Regions from separate parts of the Mus musculus genome. Here region 1 is linked to region 2. A link is a contact called in public ChIA-PET data. All regions are on one chromosome and are shown on one strand. The core of a region is the stretch at or near the end of the contact, and the rest is flanking DNA. Distances in the headings are between cores, read along the strand shown.

What was found. ChIA-PET counts read pairs in DNA pulled down with a chosen protein or histone mark.
Region 1: an RNA polymerase II ChIA-PET map of effector CD8 T cells shows a contact between it and region 2, with 29 read pairs. The contact joins two enhancer-like sites. A contact is called at or near these places in 5 of 39 promoter capture datasets (cranial neural crest, embryonic stem cells, liver and 1 more), 19 of 484 Hi-C or Micro-C datasets (CD4 T cells, the P5424 cell line, brain and 11 more), 9 of 115 datasets of contacts at active chromatin or transcription factors (the SCID.adh cell line, T-cell acute lymphoblastic leukemia, bone marrow-derived dendritic cells and 5 more) and 2 of 9 other capture datasets (adipose tissue and liver).

What each region holds. Positions count from the first base shown.
Region 1 is chr6:83,265,918-83,269,986 of GRCm38.p6, reverse strand. It overlaps Slc4a5 (solute carrier family 4, sodium bicarbonate cotransporter, member 5), which reads right to left. Exons shown (of 25, transcript NM_001166067.1): 9 at 2,427-2,581; 10 at 1,605-1,793. Among named protein-coding and RNA genes, the nearest start is that of Slc4a5, 31 kb to the right of the region's middle. Within about 2 kb of position 1,581, at least 306 of the 459 cell types and tissues checked have an H3K27ac peak or open chromatin away from gene starts, as enhancers often do. A contact at or near this core is called in the P5424 cell line, the SCID.adh cell line, T-cell acute lymphoblastic leukemia and 5 more, where this site is marked.
Region 2 is chr6:83,010,560-83,015,277 of GRCm38.p6, reverse strand. The region is part of intron 7 of M1ap (meiosis 1 associated protein); the gene reads right to left. The region is part of intron 2 of Gm32644 (a long non-coding RNA gene); the gene reads left to right. Among named protein-coding and RNA genes, the nearest start is that of Gm32644, 9.6 kb to the left of the region's middle. Within about 2 kb of position 1,652, at least 156 of the 459 cell types and tissues checked have an H3K27ac peak or open chromatin away from gene starts, as enhancers often do. A contact at or near this core is called in the P5424 cell line, the SCID.adh cell line, T-cell acute lymphoblastic leukemia and 5 more, where this site is marked.

The DNA.
Region 1 (4,069 bases), core at 332-2,831, 250 kb before region 2:
TAATAAAAATTGGAAAAAGAAGGCAGTGGTGGCACACATCTTTGATCTCAGCACTTGGGAGGCAGAGGCAGGCGGATTTCTGAGTTCGAGGGCAGTCTGGTCTACAGAGTGAGTTCCAGGACAGGAGGGCTACACAGAGAAACCCTGCCTCGAAAAGAGAGAGAGAGAGAGAGAGAGAGAGAGAGAGAGAGAGAGAGAGAGAGAGAGAGAGAGAGAGAGAGAGAGACTGGGGAAAAAAATGAGCCAGAGCTTAATGCTCTCGTGTCTTGATACAATGTATCTGTGGATACAATGTAACCAGTTCCCTCCAACTCCTGCACTTTGACTTTCCCAGCATGAGCTGCTGTTACTTAAACTTCGAACCTTTCTCCCTTCAGTTGCTTTTGTCAGAGAATCTTATCACAGCGAGAAAGACTCAGCACACAGCTTCATTCCCAACGGCTTCGGTTGCACAGAGCCTTGTACTTCTCTGGACTTCCCTAAACCTAGGTCAACCTAGGTGACTCCAAGAGCAGCCAGGGAACTCAGGCCAGGAAAGTTTTTTCTTGTTCCCCAGAAGAAAGAAAAATGAAGCTTTAAAAAAAAAATTAAGATTTCAAGATCTTGCTTCTTTTTAAAAGATACATTAAATCTCCAACCTCTGGTATACTTGTGAATATGGTTTTACTTAGAAAGTCTCTGGGTTGAGAATGAAGCTCAGTTGGTAATGTTTGCCTGGTAGGCATGAAGCCCTGGTTTATAAGACAAGCATGGTGGTGCCTGTGAATTCAGCACTGGAGAGGAAGGGGCGGGGGCACCATCAATTTAAAATCATCCTTAGCTATAGCAAGCTTGAAGTCAACCTGGGTTACTTGAGACCACAAAGGGGCGGGAGAGGGAGGCAGAGAGGATGTAATTAAGTTACAATGAACTCATTAAGAATGCTTTGATCCAGCCATTATAGAAACCAGGCAATACTATCCAAAGATATCACACAGGGACAAGGCCATGGAAATTTATACACAAAAACTGAGGTGACACAACAGCCAAATCAAGGAGTGCTATGAGACTCCTGGCTGTCTTTCAAGGAGAGGAAGGACGTTCCTAGAGGCTCAAAGGCAGTGGTGCACTGCTGGCATCTTTATTTAAGGAGTAGGGTTGAGATAGGGCCTCACACTATATAACACAGGCTGGCCTGGAACTTGCAACAATCCTCCTGCCTCAGTCTTTCCAGTGCCAGGAATTAGAGGTAGGATCCACAAAGGCTCTGCTCCCTGGTGACATCTCCATTTTAACCTTCTGATCTCACACTCATGTGAAAATGGACGTCAGTAATTTTACACTACCTTGCTTGTGATACGTTGTTTCTGCCGCTATAGGATACAATTACTAAAGAATGCCTAGAGAAATGTTTCGGTTCCTTCCTCACGGGTGGGATCCTTCTGTTCATCTCACCCCACACAATTCTGTCAGAGCCACACGATTCACTAGAGTGCGGGACGACTGCAGTGGTCAGATCCCCGTCCCTAAGGGGCGCTGCACACAGCAGCGAGAGGATCGCTAACAGGACCGGAAGAAGGAAGGGTTCAGGACAGCAGGCTCTCTGCCAGGTGTGGAGCGGGCACCTTCCGGTCCAGATCAGCTCCTCCCCGATTTCGTGCATAGCTGGCATCTCAGCTTCGTCGCCACTGCCCACTCCGCCAGCCCCGCTGCCTCCAGCCCCTCCGCCACTGCCGCCTCCTCCAGCCGAGGCTCCGCCTCCGCCCACAGAGCCATTCATCTGGCCCGGCTCTGCCAGAGAGAACACAGATTTCCTGAAAGAGAAGGCAGATGGGGCAGAGCAGGGCTCTCAATGCTGGGAAGAGCCCAGTCCCTCAGGACTGTCCCCTTCCCCCTCAAAAAACAAACAAACAACCCAACCTACTATCTACTATCTTGAAAAGCGGGGGGGGGGGGGGGGGGGGGGGGGGGAATGAAGATGGGGGTGGGGAGAGAGCTCAGCTGTTTAAAGCATTTGCCACACAAACAAGAGGGCAAGAGCTGGGTTCCTAGAAGCCATTTGATGATCAGGTGGACAAGGCAGCCACTTGGAATTCCAACACAGGGGAACCCCAGAACAAGCTAGAACAAGACTATCTAAATCTGTCTGCAGCATTGGGTTCACTGAGAGATTCTGCCTCAGTGAATAAGGTGGAGAGCAAAGAAAAATTCCCTGGTGCCACCGTCAGGGCCTCTACATATGCACCCACACATATTCAGACGTGAACGCACATTGCACATACCACAGAAAGACAGAAAATGATTCAGTAATATGCATCCCCCTACACAGTCCCCACTCCTGACTTTAGAGCTGTTCATAAGTGGCCGTGTTGGCTTCTGATTTGCTACAGGGAGAAGAAAATGCCGGATGTGGAGTACCCTCTGCTGCTCTTATCCCGAACACACACCTCTTGTCAGCTGAGGGAACTTTCTTGGGTGGCTCAATTCTGATGTTTGGGTCCCACTCTCCAGGGGGAAGGACAATGACCTCGTCTAGAAATTCATCAATCCCTGCGATCAGATCTTCTCGGTTCCGAGCTTTATAAGCCACATCGCTGAATAGCTGGTGAGGAATGGAGAAGGATAAAAAAGCAGAAAGGAGAAAAGAGGGCTCAGTCCTCCCCTCCTGGGAGTGAGCACATCACAGCTATCTTTAAAGGAACCAATTCTAGCCATTTCTCAGGATGCCCACTTGGTTCCAGTGGGTGGATAAGGACAAAGGACAGTAAGGGAAATAGGGAACAATAGGAAAGAGCCAGTTCCAAGAGCAGGCGGTCATCTGAGATCAGAAACCTATGCCTCCGAGATACATTAGAGACAAGCAAGCATAGGGAATAGCTTACCAACCTGGGACTCCTCTTAATGTGGGCTACCTACATTCACCTCTTCTAATAGTGCATTTAGCAGCCTAGAACCTTTATACTATACTATGTACACATATGCCTTTCTGCACATATACCTAGCAATTTATTAGCAACCTAGGGCCCTCACCTGCACTGAGCTGTACACACACTCCACTCTGAACAATGGAACTGTCTCCTCCCCTTAACAACCATCAAACATAGATAAATTCTACTCAATGATACTCTCCTTGTGTCTGGATAAGAAACTAGGGACGTCCTGAGCTAGGTTTTTATAATAAATCAAACTTCTTATACCTATGCAAAATTAGGTATACATATGATCAAAATCAGATGTGTGATGGGAAGGGACATTCACAACAGAAAGATGGTCATATAATTTAGTCTGTCATTTAGAGAACCACCCATACTAACACTCCACCTTCCTCTGAACCCCATAAAACAAACCCCAAACAATAGTTGGGGTCTCTGGGTACCCTCACTCATGTGGCCCACAGTCACTCTTGACTGTACCTGACCTGTTCTGTCTCTTTGCTTTGAATCAAGTCCCCCTACTGCTTCTGCAAATCTTTGTGTGGCTGTATACCAAGTCTTTGAGCAAGGGCCAAGGAACCTGGGCACGCTCATCCTAGATGCCGACCCCAGCTAAGACTACTGTAGGACGTCTGCTGAGTTCCCCCATCTTCTTCATTTCTGTTTTCCACAGAGCAAGCACACAAGAAAACCTCTACAGAGCCCAGTTTGAGTCCAGTTTTCAAATCCATTCATTACTGCCCATACTTTTACCCTGGAGCAGGTCAGGCTACAAAAAGACTTGCAGATTTGGTGGGGTCATTCATGTGCTTAAAGACCTCCAGCTCCCCAATGATCTGGGGACAGAACAGGACCCTTAGGCTCCTGCCTGTCCCAGGGTGTGTATGGCCTCTGGCTCAGGTCACTGCCCTGGCCCTTGGGGGAGTGCACACTTTGAGCTTACACTACTGAACTTCCATTAGCTTCCAGAAGGCTAGCATCTCAGGGCCATGCCAGTCTACCTGCCTTCTGTTCACTTAGTTTTCTATCTGCAGAGCCTGCCCTGGCTCCCCAGGCAGACAGCACATGGTTAATTCTATTTTTTTTTTAATCATCTCATTATTGCAGATCTGTCCCCCTTTCTGGATAGTGCTTCTAAATTAGAGAGGGTCTGGTTC
Region 2 (4,718 bases), core at 403-2,902:
GTAGTCGGGTGACAAAGGTGGATGAGAGCTCATGATAACAACTACGTCTGCATCTAGAGATCACCTCAGACCGCTTCTCCCTCCCAGGACAGTCAGAGAAGCTAGATAGTGTGGAATCTATGTTATGTGAAGAGAATACAATGGGAAATGTATAAAGCTGGTCCTTGAATACTGACAAAGAAGTACAGATTTAATGGTACAATTATAGTCTCTAGAGGAGAAAGATCCAGAGAGAGGTAGGAATTAGGCTAGCTCCATTTCCCTGAGGGCATACGTTGACTTTGAGTGGGAGGGGATGGTGGTAGTCATAGTGGTGGAGCTCAGAATCTAGGATTCCTATCTGTTAAGAGATGTTTACAAGGAAGCAGATCTTTTGGCAGAGATCTGCTGGTGGGGTAGGGTGTGACTCAAGCCAGTTTTCCACTTAGGACATTTGTGATATACTAGAGTTAAATGGATTTGGAGGCAGAAATTCGTGAGAGAAGCTAAGTGTTTAAGGAGACTTGGGTGGAAATGATCAGGGTTGAGACCTTTTAGGGTGAGGAGAGACACGCAGCACACCAGGCTTGTCGCTGAAAGCTCTGGAAGATAGGCTGAGCTGTAGCAGGATGGCTGCCCAGCTGTGACTCAGCACGGTACCCGAGTGCTCTATCTGCCTGGTGCAGGGAAGGGCGAGCCCTCTCTACCAACTGAAGCCTCTATAATACACTTATTCACAAGGTGAGGCTTTTACTAAATATTGTTATGTTAAAAAAAAAAAGTCATGTAGGACTGTAAGTTTGAAAACCAAAAGACAAAAGAAAGAATAAAAACAAAGGCACCGATTAAGGCTTAACCGTAAAGAGTCTTAAATGCTTAAAACTGCATGTGTTTGTTTGTATGGGTGTATGTGTGAGTGTGTTTGTGTGTCTGTGTGAGTTGTGTGTGTTTGTGTGTATGTGTGTGTGTGTGAAAGAGAGAGGAGAGAGGTGGGGGTGGGTGGGGTGTGGGAGTGATTGCAAGTATAGATTCTCTCCACTGTGGAGGTCCCAGGGATCAAATTCTGGTCATTAGGCTTGAACTGACTCCTGTAAGTTGTCCTCTGATCTTTACATTTGTGAGTGAGTTCTCACACACACAGACACACATACACACACACAAACAATGTAATGATATTGAAAGGAAACAATAAGAGCCAGGCACGATGAGACATGCCTTTAATCCCAGCGCTCAGGAAGCAGCAGCAGGTGGATCACTGTGAGTTCGAGGCCAGCCTGGTCTATATAGCAATTACAGGAAGGCCAAGACTATGTAGACGCTGTCTGAAAAAATCAAAACAGGAAAAAAAGAAAACAGGAGGAAACAAATGGAAATTATAAAAGTAGTAGCCAACAACTCTGTGTAAACCACACGCCAGATATGTGCCAGGTTTACACATGTAGTTCTAAGCACTCAAAAATATGCAAGGCACTTTTTATAGTTTCGGTTAGATGTGACAGAGACAAGAGCTGCTAGCGTGTCTCAGATGTGCCTCTTCCCTTTCTTTCTCTCCTGCTGACCGCTCACAGAAGCCTTGCTAGCGCTGGCCTTGAATATTTTACACAAGACCTCACAATGCTGCAAATTATGTCAGAGAAGCTAAGTCAGTGTAGACTCTGTGGCTGAGTGGGAGGAGGAAGGCAAAGAACAGGCCCAGAGGATGTGGTGAGAGTGACTGTGTGTGCACGCATGTGTGTAAAAGGGCTTAGGGACAGCATCTCTGGGTTACAGATAATTATTGAGTGAAGGAGAAAAGTCTATTCATTTCTATGCCATTGTAGTTATAAGAGGGCTCTTCTCTGGTGTTTTTGAAAACACAAATTAATTAGTTAAAAATTTCTTTTGGGTCACTGAATAATGTTTTTTAATATGTCATCCTGTAGGCACTAGACCGCAGGAGGTCACTGTGTTTGTTAGGGTTCTGAACACACAAATACACCATAGTTAGAGATGTGATTATGTTTCTGAAGTTCACAGTCAGGAAGCAATAAAGGAGCAGACTGAGGGCTATCAAGTTCCAAAGCACAGGCTTTTCTTGAGCAAGAGGGATATTTTTATCAGAATATTTTAGCAAACTGCCTGAGCCACTCCAAAGTAAGAGGGCCAGGAGAGATGGCTCGGCAATCAAAAGCACCTGTATGCAGTCTGAGGACTGGCATTTGGATCCCAGCACCCACACAACAAGCCTGATTTCCCTACAAGGGTCCTTAACTCTGAGGGACATGGAGGCAGGGGCATGACTATGGTTTCTGCCTTCCAACCTAGTCTAGAATTCACAAATTTCAGGTTCAGGAAGAGATCCTTCCTCAAAGGAAAAGAGAGAGAGAGAGAGAGAGAGAGAAAGAGAGAGAGAGAGAGAGAGAGGACATCTGATGCTCTTTTATGTGTTCTGCGCACCCCCCCATTCCCATACTCCCTCCCCCGCCCCCTCTCCCTCCCTCTCTCTCCCTCTCTCTCTCTCTCTCTCTCTCTCTCTCTCTCTCTCTCACACACACACACACACACACACACATTAAAAAATAGAGGTAATTAAGGGGGAATTTCTTTTCTGAGCCAAAATTTAACTAAAGCCGAGAACTTGGCTGGGAGAGTGGGGAAGTGGTAGAAACAGCAGGAAAGGGCAAGTGTGTCATTTTGGATTTTAGAATAAATTAAGTTTACATCTCAGTCCTTAAGTCAAATCATCGGACATATACTTTAAAAAAAATGATGACTTGAAATATGCTTTTCTCTAAAGTAGGAATAAAATATACAAGGTCTGATGAAAAAAGGCATTTGGGAAGGGCTCACCAAGGAAACCGTTGAGCTGAGTCTTTCAGGTTAGGGCAGGATTTGAACACATGGAGAGAAGAGAAGAGACAGCATGAACAGAGGGGAAGCTAATGCTTCCCACTCATTTGGTTGTAGGGTATGGTACGGTATGTGAAGAGAATAATGGTAAGCCTTGAATATAGACTGTGTGTCTGTATTCAAATATAGGTGTGTGTGTGTGTGTGTGTGTGTGTGTGTGTGTGTTGCTAGAGATCAAACCTACGGCTTCATGCACACACCAGGCAAGTTCCCTATCACTGAACTGCCGAAGACACACAGTATTTTGAAGCTGTAGATGGCAGACTTACTGCCATGCTTAAGCCAGGCTGAGAAGGGGAGAGACTGAGAGCATCCCAGCTCCAGCTCGCGAAGGAGTGCAGTATTAAAGCACAAGTAAAACAGGGCTGGATTAGCACAGTAAGGATCCAGGTAATGACGCTGATGGACAGATCTCTCAGGCAGGTGAGGCTCATTAAATGAGTGGGTGTAGGCACGAGAAACTTCAATGTCAGGACTGCCCCAAGAAGGCGGTGAGGCTGGGTGTGGTAGTGCATGCCTTTAGACCCAGCATTATGCAGGCAGAGATAGGCAGATCTCTGTGAGTTCGAGGCCAGCCTGGTCTACATACTAAGTTCTAAGCCATCCAGAGTTATTGAGTAAGCCTGTGTCTAAAAATAAACAGTAAAAGAAAGAAAAGAGAAAAGGAAGGAAGAAAGAAAGAAAGAAAGAAAGAAAGAAAGAAAGAAAGAAAGAGAGAAAGATTAATGTAGTCTCACCACGTAGGTAAAATGGAGCTGGGGAAGGGAAGTTAGGAGTTCACGAAAAAGTTTTTTGAAAAGCATTGGGAACAGGAAACAAGGACAACTCCAATTTAGGAGAGGAAAACTGAGGTGGCCCCAGGTGACTGGAGTGTAAAGGACACCATGGCTGAAAGTGGATGAGGTTTCAAGCCTGGGTGACTTAGACAATGATAGAGCTCTATTAACAGAAAGACAGAAGTTAGAACAGGAGTTGGCTGTGGGGAACCCCGGTGTGGGAAGGCGGGGGCACAGAGAATTGCACGGGGAACTGAGGAGGCACTGGATTTGAAAAGGACAAATAAACCAAATGTAAAAATCCCGGACCAGAGATGGAGGCAAAGTTCAGCACACACAGGGCTGTGGAGACGGATCAGCAACTAGGAGCTCTTTGCGACCTTCAAAGAACCCAAGTTTGGTTCCAGCAACCATGCTAGCCAGGGCATAACTGCCTGAAACTCCAGGTCTAGCCTCGGTGGCCACCTGTAACAAGCGGCGTACACTCATATAGATATATATCCATACAGGCTAATAAAAATAAAGATCTAAAAAAAAAAACCAAGGTTCGGGCAACTTGTGCAAACAGGGTCAGGCATGTTCAAACCAAATAATAAGCCTTGTCACATAGTAAGTGTAAAACTATTTCTTGTCGAATGAATGACTTGAAGCTTGTGAAAAATTCTTCTCTCTCTCTCCCTCTCTCTCTCTTGTGCTGCCATTTGGGATTTATGCCACGCAGAGAAGGTGTCATTCAAATAGCATGGATGTAGAAAACTGATTTGTCCCTCCTCCCACTAGGAGGGCAGTGGGAAGATCAAGATCCCTGGGACCCACACAGAGTACGACTCCTGATGGCTGTCCCCTAACTCCCATGCATATTACAGCGTGGAAACCTCCTACTTCCCAAACAAACACACAAACACACAAACACACACACAAACACACAGACATAAAAGGAGACCATGAATGAGCAGACTCTGTTCTAGTGAAATACTGAAGCCTACAGTGTGAGCAAAGGAGAATCAAAACCAAGTCCAAAAGCAACATCAGGAGGAAAAAGTTTGTTTCAGCTGTCTGTCTGTCTGTCTGTCC